Regions from separate parts of the Mus musculus genome. Here region 1 is linked to region 2. Evidence: chromatin contacts called from public Hi-C data. All regions are on one chromosome and are shown on one strand. The core of a region is the stretch at or near the end of the contact, and the rest is flanking DNA. Distances in the headings are between cores, read along the strand shown.

The links. Hi-C and Micro-C count contacts between places; a contact is called where the count stands out from the background.
Region 1: a Hi-C map of CD8 T cells shows a contact between it and region 2, with 4 times the contacts expected there. The contact joins two enhancer-like sites. A contact is called at or near these places in 2 of 484 Hi-C or Micro-C datasets (CD4 T cells and CD8 T cells) and 2 of 115 datasets of contacts at active chromatin or transcription factors (memory CD8 T cells and thymic regulatory T cells).

The regions. Positions count from the first base shown.
Region 1 is chr12:73,714,631-73,720,917 of GRCm38.p6, forward strand. The region is part of intron 9 of Prkch (protein kinase C, eta); the gene reads left to right. Among named protein-coding and RNA genes, the nearest start is that of Gm34189, 64 kb to the right of the region's middle. Within about 2 kb of position 1,416, at least 86 of the 459 cell types and tissues checked have an H3K27ac peak or open chromatin away from gene starts, as enhancers often do. A contact at or near this core is called in CD8 T cells, where this site is marked.
Region 2 is chr12:72,845,460-72,851,801 of GRCm38.p6, forward strand. No RefSeq gene overlaps it. Among named protein-coding and RNA genes, the nearest start is that of Gm40441, 4.2 kb to the left of the region's middle. Within about 2 kb of position 2,377, at least 8 of the 459 cell types and tissues checked have an H3K27ac peak or open chromatin away from gene starts, as enhancers often do. A contact at or near this core is called in CD8 T cells, where this site is marked.

The DNA of each region.
Region 1 (6,287 bases), core at 166-2,665, 870 kb after region 2:
CAGTGCCAGAGCACAGAACAAATCACTGGGACACTGAAAACCTAGACGGCCAGATGCAGCAGGAGATAGGAGAGGAAACGCAGAGGCTGAAGAAGCAGTCTCACACCTTTGCTAAGGAGTTTAGCCATAACCGTGGACGTCCAAGGTGTCAGTAAAAGCCCTCCAACTGGAGAACAGCCTAAGACATTCACTCAGGTTCAGGTTGCTGTCTGGAGAGGAAGGAGGCAGATGAGTAGGTGAGAAGGCTGAGCCAGTGACTTTTGACCTCCTGGCCCAGGGCTGTGATCCCAGGAGTGGATTGGCATGGACTGTAAAGGCCTTCACTGGGGGCAATCCAGAAAGCAGGTCAGGTAGGAGAGTGGGGCTCCATGGCCTTTTGATCTGGTAGAAGCTGGAATACAAAATCCTTCGCTGCCTGTCTGTGGAGACAGAGAAGAGGAGGGCTACAAAGGGAGGTCCGCAGGAGGGCAGAGATGGGTGGCGAGCAGGTAGACAAGAGACATAGAAGCGCATTCACAAGAGGAGACTCAACTAGTAGGGAGTCGGGTCACCAAAGAACTTGGAGGTATGTCTTGGATTGGGCAGAAAGTGGTGGGGGTTTTTGGCAGCGACTACAGAGCCAATCTCTCTGTTCCAACCACCCTCTGGAGTTTTACTACAGAATTAACAGTGTCCTCTCCCAGAACAGCTTTTCTAGTATATTTCTACCAACTTTCCTTCCTCACCTGAGGGACATTATTGTCTCCCTCACTTGCTGTGATGAACAACCTGATGAAGGTGACTTACGGAAGGGTTTGTTTTGGAACTAGAAGCAGCTGGTTAGGTCACAACCATAATCAGGAGACAGAGTTGAACACTAGGACTCAGCTTGCTCCCTCCCTTTTTATACAGCTGGGGAACCCCAGCCCACAGGATGGCAGCACCCATGTTGTAGGGTCTTTCCATGCCAATTAACTTATTCTAGAAATTTGCTCACAAATTTGTCATCTAGGTGATCTTAGATCCTGTCAAGTTGTTTCCCTTGTCTGGTACATAGGCTGGTCAGGGTTCATTGTAAGACAAGGCTGTTACAAGTTCTGGCCGCCAGGACACACTTGCCTTGGGGGTTGTGAATTCCTCCAGGTTCAGAGTCCAAGTTCCCAAACCTTTGCTTGCAACGTTGGAGACCTAAGAACCTTACCCACGATGAGTCTGTCCACACAAGGTATGCCTTGACCCCAGGCTTGACCCAAGGGTTGCTAGGTGTTTGAATGAACATCTTATGTGGTGTGCAGAATGATGAAAAACAAAACCATTAGACTCCATTTCACTGTTTCTGCTGTGAAGCCTTTGCAATCGTTCTTAATGTGGTTAAATTCAAGTGGTTTCCAGTTCAGGCATGGTGCAATCAAATTTCCTCACAAGGGTGCTTTCCACCATGACCTCTTTGACGTCAGTAACTGCTTCCTGTTGATGCGAACTCTCTGTCTGTTAACCCAGCTGACAACGTGGTCAGCGAAAAGTAACGAAACAGCGAGGCCTAGGAGACCGTTCAGCGCTGTGCTGTCTGTTTCCAGAGGCTCTTAATAGCACTCTGCAGCTTTCAATATGGGGCTCGTTATTCACACAGAAACACTTCCCTGCAGCTCTTGGAGTCTGATGAGCGTAGATAGGCCTTCCAGTTCAACAGCGCCTCGAGTCACTATCTAAATTATTCATAACCGTAAATGTAATTGCTGTTCTTTGATTTTGTTTTTCTCCATCTTCGCTGTGGCCAATGTGCCGTGACTGTTTCTTATTCAAAACGTTTCATTCCCAAAACAACATGTCTGCCAATGAAACATTATTTGTAAATCAAAATGATGATGTAGTCTAGTTTTAAACAAAGAAGACTCCTTCTTAGTGTGGCTGTAAGGGTGAGTAAGTGCTACAGAGGGAAAGGGACTACCACGCTGGCGTGTTGCAGTCTGCCAGGCAGCCCGTTTGTTTTGCGAGAATAATGTTTAAAAATCCAGAAGGCTGAGAATCAGACTCTTTATTCAGTGCTAGAGAACTGGGAAGCTGACTGGAACTGAGGGCTGGCTTGGTATAATTTTGGTTATCAACACAATTTTGTGACTCTTAAAAAATACTTCCTAGAATGAAAAGTCCTTACCTGGTCAAGGTCATTGCCATGTGGCATTAGGAAATGCTTCTGCTCAACAGCTGGGTGTGGAGCTAGGGGGACTCTCATTTCCTTGGACCTGCTAGACTTTGGGTTGCCTTTAAACTGGCTATGTATCAGGGCTGTCTGTCTGTGTGTCTGTACATATATGTGTGTCTATCTGTCTACGTCTGTCTGTCTCTCCCTATGTATGCATGTGTATATGTGTGTGTCAGTGTGTGTGTGTGTCTCTCTCCTTGTCCTCCTCCCCGTGTCCTGTGTGTGTGTGTGTGTGTGTGTGTGTGTGTGTGTGTGTGTGTGTCTGCCGGCCCTTGTGTGTTGTATATAATGGGTTACTGTTGGATGGGCTGCAGTTCTAGTCCTGGGGCCATGTTGGCTGAAGCTGTAGTGGAGAATTATGCAAAAGGGGTGATAATAGTGATAGTTGGTATCACGTTTTGAGCACTTTCTGTAGGCCAAATACTGGTCAAAGCTCTTGGCTTAACAGAGTTAGTACTCGAATTTAGTCATTTTGACACCTCCATTTTGCAAGGTGAGTTGAAAGAAGGGAAGGGAAGAGATGGAGGGAAAAAGAGAAAGGAAGAGAGAGAAAATTTGAATAAAGTTCAGCAGAAGCTGCCTGTACCTATTGAGAATTTTGGGTCCACAGCTCAGGCATTATCACAGAGATACCAAGGACTTGGTACTGGGCACAATGTCTTCTTTATCGTCTCCTAATAAGTTCTGTTTGTTAGGATTCTGTTGAAAGGGCCTGGCACTCTGCGGCCCCTTGCTTCTGTCTATGATCCCACAATCACTGTTGCTGTAGGCATTTTGCCCTAGATTTTAAATCAGGAAGCTCCTCCCTCCTTAAAAAATTGTATGTATTTTACTTAAAATTTTCCTGGAAGTAACAGAAAACTTACCTGAGGCTATACAAGAAAGGACCTAATGATAAAGATTCACAAATATGAGAGGCATGGTGGTACCCGAAGCTAGGAATTGACACAAGGTACCCTGGTGAGGTCTTCTAATCCCACTCCCTGGTCTTATTTCTGCTCCACTCTATATTTCCTGCTTCATTCTTAACCTTGCATTTACCTATCTGTCTGTCCATCTATCCATCCATCCATCCATCCATGCACCATTCTGTTACACTAAAGAATTTCATGTATTCCTGCCAGAGACAGCTTCAGCTCTCGGAGTCATGTTCTAACTCACAGCTCAGACTGGATTAAAATTCTTTATCTCAGTTTGAATGTTCTGGGAAAGAGACTCAGGAAGCGTAGCCTTGTTCCAATCAGTCGTGTGCTGGAGACACAACAGTTGTCTGCGTGGCCCTGAACAGATACCTCCGAAGGTGGTCTTCCTGCAGTCATAGAATCATTTTGTCACTTGTCCCATCTTAGTGGAGCTCTGCTACATAGCCAGGCCTTGCCTCATCTAGTTGGGTGTCAGTTTCAACTCCCAGGAGCGACCTAGAATGAGAATGTTGAGAAGTGTCTCCCGCTCAGGGGCTATGTGTTGCCAGAGAGCCAGGGCAGAAAGCTGACACAGGCAGTGGGTGACAGGAACCGAGGCATGTGACGACAGGAATTGTATTATTGCCATGCACCAGCTCCTTGAACTCTGTGCCTGTAACTAATACAGGGCGTGGGGACCGAGGGATTTCTGAGTTGCTTTTATTCCCTCAGGTGTTCATGATTCCTTGCTGAAGGCTGGCATTTGTGGTTAGTTGAATCAGAGACCAGAGAGAGGCACACCAGACAGACAAAGGGCTTGGCTTTGAAACTGAAGCCCAACCAGTCTCCTGGACATTGGGTTTCCTACTACACAGGCCAGGGCAAATCTGCCTTCAAAGAGCCAAAGCCACAGGTGACGCTCAGCAGATACTTGGGCTCAGCTTCTAGGAAACTGGGTGCTAGGAGTCCTGACATGGCTGTGCATACAGATTTTAAGTACAGAGAGAATCCCCTGGCTGACTCTGCCAAGGTAGGATTAGCGGAGCCCTCCCTGCCCTAAAAGTGGATCACAGCCACCTTAATCCATTATACAGTCCCTCCCTAATAACACAGGATTCCCCTAAAGGGTTTCATCTTATTTCACAGTAGTGTGGATTGGGCAGGTAACCATCAGAAGGGGGCCTTTGAGGTACTCCTCCTAGCTGCCAAGATGTAGCACTCTCAGCTCCTTCTCCAGCACCGTGTCTGCCTGCCTAGACATTGCCATGCTTCACGCCATAATGATAACGGACTGACCCTCTGAAACTGTAAGCCAGACCCAATTAAATATTGCCCTTTATAAGAGTTGCCTTGGTCATAGTGTCTCTTCACAGCAATAAAACCCAAACTAAGACACCTTTTTTAGCCAACATTTTAGAACAGGGTCAATAAAAGTTCAGGTCTCTAGAAGTTTCTTTGCAATTAAAAAAATAAAAACATGTTGCTGATTGATAAACATAATTTTAGCTTGTACCTTGTCACATGGCTTTCATAAACTAGATCTTGTCTTCATTTCATCCCGGTTGCCTCTCCTCTATCTTGACTTTCCTTTTTCCTTGACTTAAGTGCTGGTAGCAGCTGAGGGGCTGTGAATGGTACCCAGTATTCTAGTTTGGTGCCAGGCCCATAGTAGAAGTGAGACTCTGGATGGAAAGAAGGAAGAACATTGAACAAAACATCCTTAGTTTTAAGTCTGAATATCCCATTTCTCTCCAGATAGAGCAGAGGAGAAAGTGCTAGATTCTGTAGGTCGAGATCTCCCCCCCCCACCCCCCCACACACACCAGGGCTATAGCAAGAGCCAAGATGGAGGGGAAAGAGAAGACCTGAAGGCAGCATATTCTAGCTTCTCACACCTGCAGTTTAGACCAGGGTCTGGCCTTTCAGAATTTGGGATATGAAAAAGATATTGTATGTGAAAGAGAATTCCTTCTAAATGTCCTTATCCTCTCATGACCACTGCTGCCGTGGAAACTCTTGCCAAGGACGCTGACAACAGCTTCAGAATGGCCACTTACCTATGGGCTGACTTCCAGTAAGGGGTGTTCACTAAAATGGGGATTTGAGTGGCTGACTGCTTCCATGAAGGTGACAGTCTGGTGCTACTTATTCAGGGATGCTGTAGGGTGGCTTTTCCATCACACCTTCCTCACACCCTGGGGCTACCCCTCCAGATGAGTTCTACATTAGCATAACAACTTCCCAAGCCTGTATTGCTTTGCTAGCTGTCTCTGGAGTGCTCACCTGCCATTGGAGCCATTTGCTAATGTGCCCCACCCACCAGACTCCAGCCCATTGAATATAGGTCAGCCATTGCTCATGTGAACCCATTCACCCAATTCTGCCCCTCCCTTTGCCAGTTGAACTCAAATGAGGGCCTTTTGCTTAGTCACAAAGCCTGCTATATTTGTATTGTTTTCCCTTGGGCTATGGGGTGACCTGAAAAGTTGAGTTGGTGAAAGTCTTTTGTTATTATGAACTTTGCCATTATGTTTTCTCTCTCAAATAAATTCATGCTTCTAGCATATATATATATATATATATATATATATATATATATATATATATATATATATAATTTCAAACTCCAAGAAAAGGTGGGTTCTTGTTTACATACATCCTTTGATAAAATGTCAGTTTGCCCACATAGTGACCACCCACATTCCCATCCCCAGAAAGAACAGCATCGACTCTGAAGGAGAGATATATACACATACATACATACAGGGTTGATTCCCTCCCCTTCTGTTGAGGTTTTACTTAATACAGGAAGTAGGAGGGGTTATGGGTTGCACTGCCCTGATAGAGATCAACTTTATAATGCAGCAGTGGTGCACCTGAAAGTGAGTCAAAGCCAGACTCCCCAACATAGTTCAGTCTATCTGCGCCCCCACTCCCCCTAGCAAAACTGGTAACCTTTCAAACTCTAAGGTGGGTTCTTGCTTGTATGCATCCTTTGACAAAACACCAGTTGGCCCACACAGTGACCACACACATTCCCACCCCCAGGAAGGGCAGCGCTGACAGTGAAGTCCTCACCTGCAGGCCTTGAGATCAGGCACCTCCCTAAACCTCATGCAGGTGTCAGATGTCCCATTTCCTCTACTGCTTCCTTCATTGCTTTACCAGAATGTTTAGACTTGCTGTTTATATTTTAAGAACCC
Region 2 (6,342 bases), core at 1,127-3,626:
GCGCACACACACACACACACACACCCCAAACACACAAATAAATATAAGCAGCCCAGAACACCACAATAAATATCATTTTGCTATGCAGGCTACCTCACTTTAAAGCTAATTTTTCTTGCATTGTATTAAAAACAAAACAAAGATACCTTTTTGGGTTTAACTGTGGAAATCTCAATACAATAGTTTTCTCTCTCTGAACTCACTTCTGCCTACAGAAGGAAACAACAGAATAAAGTTGATTTCAGTCATTGCTTTTTTGATTATTTTTTCTTTCTTTCTTTCTTTCTTTCTTTCTTTCTTTCTTTCTTTCTTTCTTTCTTTCTTTCTTTCTTTCTTTCTTTCTTCCTCCTCCTCCTCCTCTTTGAGCAGAAGTAGGACTTTTAATCCAGGCACTCAGTTTAGTACTTGTCAATCACATTTTCTTCCTAATTAAATTTACCTGGAGTTCATTTTAAAGAAAATAATTTGTTCACTCAAAAGTGGTTGCATATTTATACTGCAATTACGTTACAAACCCTACCAATGGGGCCCCCCTCCGGAGATTCAGCAAAGACAAGCAAATGCCACCGAAGCCTCCAGATTTCAGAGCAATTAAGCCGGGCAGTGCAGGTGTGTGAAACACCTGCTTCCCTCCGGCCCCTGCCGGCCGGCCCCGGCCACCCCTCATCTGTTGATGAAAATAATTAACTTACCCTATTAGAAGAAAAGCCCAGGACTGCTAAAGGCAGCAAGTCCCCTTGTCCCTTCCTCAGATGAAGTGGGAGAACCTGCTTCCTGGGTGGTCTACAGACAGGTCAGGGAGGAAAAGTTTTCTTTAAGAAAAGGCGGGGAGGCATTGTCCCCGACTAGGGAATGCACAGCCAGCTTAAGGTCAGAATTGTTCCCTTTGTGACAGCGATTGCTCAGGGGTGTGAAAACCCACATTTTAAGGATATTTCTGTTAATAAACAAAGCATTTGAGAAGGATGTAATTTCGTTAGACCTGCCTTTTGTGAATGCTTGAAATTTTCCCTTAATCCCAATAGCAAGATCCCTCATACGGTTATTGTGGGAGAAATTTGAAAAAGAAAATGGGCTAGACTATAGATGGAAATTGAGAAATTGTTTTAAAAAAATGTCAGGTGTCAGTCTGATGACCTTCCACCTTTCTGTAGCATGCTTGTTTCTCTAGGTGCCACTGAAGCCACTGCTGGCACTCCCCAGCAGAAGGGTAGGGAGGAGACTTAGTCTTTGTCATTACTGGCGCCGGCCCTCTCCACCCAAAGCACAAAGGTAGAAATCTTCACGATGCTTAGTTGGAACATGTGTTTCGAAAGATGTAAGGTTGGCACAGGCTCGGAGACTGCTGAAGGTAGGAAACTGGTTCCTATTTAAGTAAATAAACAAGCATCAAACACCTCTCTCTGTCTCTCTCTCTGTCTCTCTCTCTCTGTCTTTCTGTCTCTCTCTTTCTCTGTGTATGTGTGTCTGCGCTCTCGAGCACGTGTGTGCCAGCACATGTGTGTGAGTGTGGTACCCACATAAGAAAAAAATCTTCCTCTATTGGTCTCTACCTCATCTTTTGATGCAGAATCTCCCTGAGGCCAGAGCTCACCATTTAGACTACACTGGCTGCCCAGGAAGCCCCTGGCACTTGCTTGCCACCTCCTCCCCCAAAACCACCAGCAATGTACATATCATCTGCCCCAGCTTTTTCATGGGTCCTGGGGATCAGAACTCAAACCTGAAGCCTTGGGCAGCTTTACCCACTGAACTCTTTTCTTTCTTCCTTTCCTTCCTTCTTTCTTTCATTTTTTAAACAAAGATTTATTTATTTTTTATTTATATGACTACACTGCAGCTGTCTTCAGACACACACTAGAATAGTGCACCGGACCCTATGTAGTTGCTGAGAATTGAACTCAGGACCTCTGGCAGAGCAGTCGGTGCTCTTAACCACTGAGCCATCTCTCCAGCCCTCTATTTTCTTTTATAAAGATAATCTAAAGTCATTGGTCCAGTTAGACTCTGAACTTGCATAAAAGCTCTGTGACAATGACCTCTGAAATACAGATTGAGGAGGCCAACAAACTGACTATGGCACCCTGTCAGTTCTACCTGTAATTCTGACCAAAGAGTTCCTCGTAGTACTAGATGGTGTAAAAGGCGTCTTTCCCTTGGAGGTAAGACAGATTTCTTAACAACTGTCCTAGAGATAAGGCCACTAAAGTATGCACAGAGGTAGCTGCAGTGAGTAGTTCCGAAGTGAGGATGGGGGAAGCCTCTCAGACCAGCAGAGGAAAAAGGGTTACATTGGGTCTCTTCATATGTGCGTGCATGAGCAAGAGCACACACACTCATGCGTGTGCACACATGCACGCACACACACACTCCCAACCCCCACTTCCTCTTCAGGCTCGATGATGCCAGGTCTATCTCTATTTCCATGACCCTGAACCACATGGGTTGCTGCCACCATCGCCTTACCACAAACCCGGGTTGAGGTCTGATATCTTTGAAAATGGGGAGAACTTCTAAGAGCTGCATTATTTTCAATAGCCAGCAGGTGGCAGAGCAAACCTTGTTCCCAAATCCACTCGCAGGTTTTTCAAGTTACTTCAAAAGTAACTGTTGAAAATTTCAGTCAGGTCAGATAAATTTAGTAGTCAATGTTTCATTAAAATATCTGCAATAATAATAGTTAATATGAAGACAACTAACTCAATTCTGTCTATAGCATAACTGGCATTTTCTATCCCTTAGGAATCTAATACAGCTGCAAAGATTTGGGGTTTTCTTTTTGTTTTCAACTTCCATTTTCTTCTCATTGTGCTAGTCGGTTGGAAAGAAATGCTGGCCCTTTCTCTACTGGGATTCATTTCGCATTAAGCAGGTCTGTTTCTGAGAGCTGGATGTGGCCGAGGAGGTTCAGGGGAATTTATAAGAATGATGCTGATTGGGAAATGGGGCTTTCCTGGATCCTCCTAACCCGGTGCCCTGGGGAGCTAAGACCTGCTTCCCCAGGGTCTATCCAGCAAGGGGGTGGGGGTGGGGGGAAGGCCAACAGAGAAGGCGTCTTCATCAGAGCCCTCCCCTCTGCGGCTTTCATTATAGTGCCCTGGTGTGATGGCTCTTAAACCTTGGTGTTCTCAAGTTCTTTAGTCTGGTGTTTTCTTCATCTGCCTTCATACTTTCCTGTATCGTGGCAGACACCACAGATTATTAAAAGGGTTTCCTAGCCAAGCATTTGCAGAACTGTTTAATTTTACATATGAACGCTATACCCATACATATATTCTCATTTCCATATATGCACGCATAGTCTCTGCATACACATCTGTAGGAGGGTCAAACCTTGTCACAGTGAATTTCATTGCTTGCAGTACTCAACTCTGTTATTTTAGAATTCTGCTGCTTCAAATATATTGTAACTAAACAAAAGGAGCTGGCTTATAAGAAGAAAGACCTAAATGTGCCATCTATTTCCTATCACTTAGATCTTAGGAACTAAGGATTTTTTTTTAACTTGAAATTATACCCTACAATCCAAGATCTGATACTTACCACATGTTTTGGGTATTCATACATTCATTAAGGTAAAGGCACACTGAAAGCTTGTGTTACTACGTATTTAGAGATGACTTATCTCTTTTCAGAAAGAGACTTCAAAAAGACCTGCAGGCTATAAGCTATACATCCTTCACAGAGTTACAAGTATTTTCAACAGCTTATCTCCCAAAGCTTAGTTAAACAATGTATCAATAGTTAATAGTCCTAGAATTACATAATATCTTTGGCAAACTGACCAACTAAATCTGGTAAAGGTAAGGTTAGCTGTTTGCCTGTGCCTTTTTCAGTTCAAGAACTGGGTTTATTTAGCATCTCAAATCCTGCTACAACAAAGTTCCCTCTTAAGTGGACTCAAGGGAGCCAAACAGTGCATGCACATCTTCCAGGAACACAACAAGCATGCTGATGGTAGTTTTAGACGTCATTTATCAGGCAGGAGTTAAGAGCCTTTATTGCTCTTGCAGAGGACCCAGGTTCAGCTCCCAGCACCCAAACAGTGGTTCATAATCAGCTATAACTGGGGTCCCATGCTTTCTTCTGGCCTCTGTGAGCACCAGGCACCCATGTTACTACATACATTCAGGCAAAACACTTATACAATAGAAATAAACAAATCTTTTAAAAAGAAGTTATTTACCTTTCCTTGACTTTGTCGGTTCCATCTCATAACCATGCAAATGTGTGTGTGTGTGTGTGCTCATTTTCTCTATGGACAAGGACACACACACACACCTTACACAATCTTTTCCAATGTCATTGGTGTGGCCAAGGGTGTATGTGTGTGATTGGGTATAGATAACCAATAGACTTAAGTAAAACTTGCATTGTAAATGTGCACTTGCTGTTTTCCTTTTCCAACATGATGCGATTCTTCATTTTTTGAAATGAGGATTGAAAGTTTTTCTTGTTTCATTTGTAAAGCCCAGAGGCCAGCGCCGGGTGTGGGGTGCGGGGTGCCGGGTGCAGGGTGCACACTAACAGATCCCCAGCATGTTTCCAACCTGTTCTCACTGTTTTGTGTTGTGCTGTCTGTCATGAACTTGGTGTCACTTTCTGTTTTGTGTGAAACCTATGCAGTACATTCATTGGGTCTCAGTGCCAGCCCTGGCGCTTCTTTTTAACCCTGGCATGTATGGGTTCGTTTAGAGAAACATGGCCGCAACAAAACAGCAGAGATGTGTCTGGATGTTATTCGTGGGGAAACGGGTTTCTATTTGTGGTGCATTTCAGGGCCTCCCGTGGGGCTCTTTAAAAAGCCTGTTGCTCTTTTTCCACTGAAGTGTCACCTCTGTCCTGAATATCACAGTGATAACCAGAAGGGCAATCGTTAAGAATCATCTCCGTTAATGATTACAGGATTTTGTTTCACCATCTAGCACCGGCAGAATTTAAAGGTGCTGTTTATAGAACTGGAGAAAATTAAAATAGCAAAATAGAGATGTTAGCTAGGCTAGTTTCTGAATAATTGTCAAATTGGCTTGTGCTATTCACAGCCTAGGCTCGAAGCAGTCAAGGAGAGAGGGAGCTAACAAGATGTACATTCTGGTCACATCTAAAGTATTTTCTGCATTGATGATGTGCAATACTAATTCTGATTTTAAATGTGATGAATGCCACTTTAATATGGGGGTCAAAAATACAGTGATTGCTGGGATGAAAATCAGTTACTCAGAGGACTTGCCTGCCTCACCGGCCCATCCTTTAGCACAACCTTGACTGTAACCTGCTCTTTTGTTCAGTCGGAGGCCAGAGAGAGGGACAAGGGTGAAGTCTGCCAGCTATTTAACATCGGGCCCAACTAAATAAAGCTAAGATAATTGGTGCACTCTCACCAGAGAGCAATTTCTGGAAAAAAAATAATACATCGCACAGCGGAGGGAGGTTTTATGAATGACAGAGAATATTAATTCTAAGCTATGAAAAAAATGAATTCCAACATAATCTTTAAAGATTTGCACATATTTACATCGAAGTCCATAGGTTCAGTGGTGCCATGTGGTGCCATGCTGTTAGGGTGTGGCAGCAGAGTGTGACACAGTCAGCCCCCCCATGGCCGAGGGTTCTTCTTTGGCTGCTAACCAAGCATGGAGTTACAACATTTTCTTCTTGTCATTATTCTTTCTCTCTTTTTATTACTTATTTATGTATTTTTTGGGGGGGGGGGCATAATCTCTTCTCGACTGTCCTGGAACTCACTAAGTGGATCGGTCAGTCCTAGCCTCATGCTCGCAGAGATCCTCCGGCCTCAGCCTTCTGCATCTTAGCATTAAAGACAGGTGCTATCACGCTCGGCCCTCTTGCCATTATTTTCTATACAGTATAACAACTACTTAGACATTGTATTAGTTATTATAAGGAAGCTAGGGGATTCCAAAGCATACATTAGGATGTATGAGTAATATGAAACTCCTATGCCATTTATGAGGTACTTGAGTATCCAAGGTTTTTGGTATCTGTGAGAGAGAGACATACAACCTCCCACTAGGAAACTGAGGAACAAAGTTTCCACTGTGACATCTCTTTCTTTTCATTTTTCTTCTTTCTTTCTTTCTTCCTCCCTCCCTCCTCCCCCCCTCTCTCTTTCTCTTTCTTTTTTTCTTTCTTTCCTTTTTTCCTTCTTTCCCTTTCCATTTCTTTTTCTTTCTTTCTTTTTTTTTTTTTTTTGGGGGGGGGTTTTTTCGAGACAGGGTTTCTCTATATAGCTCTGGCTGTCCTGGAACTTATTTTGTAGACCAGGCTGGCCTCGAACTCAGAAATCCACCTGCCTCTGCCTCCCAAGTGCTGGGATTAAAG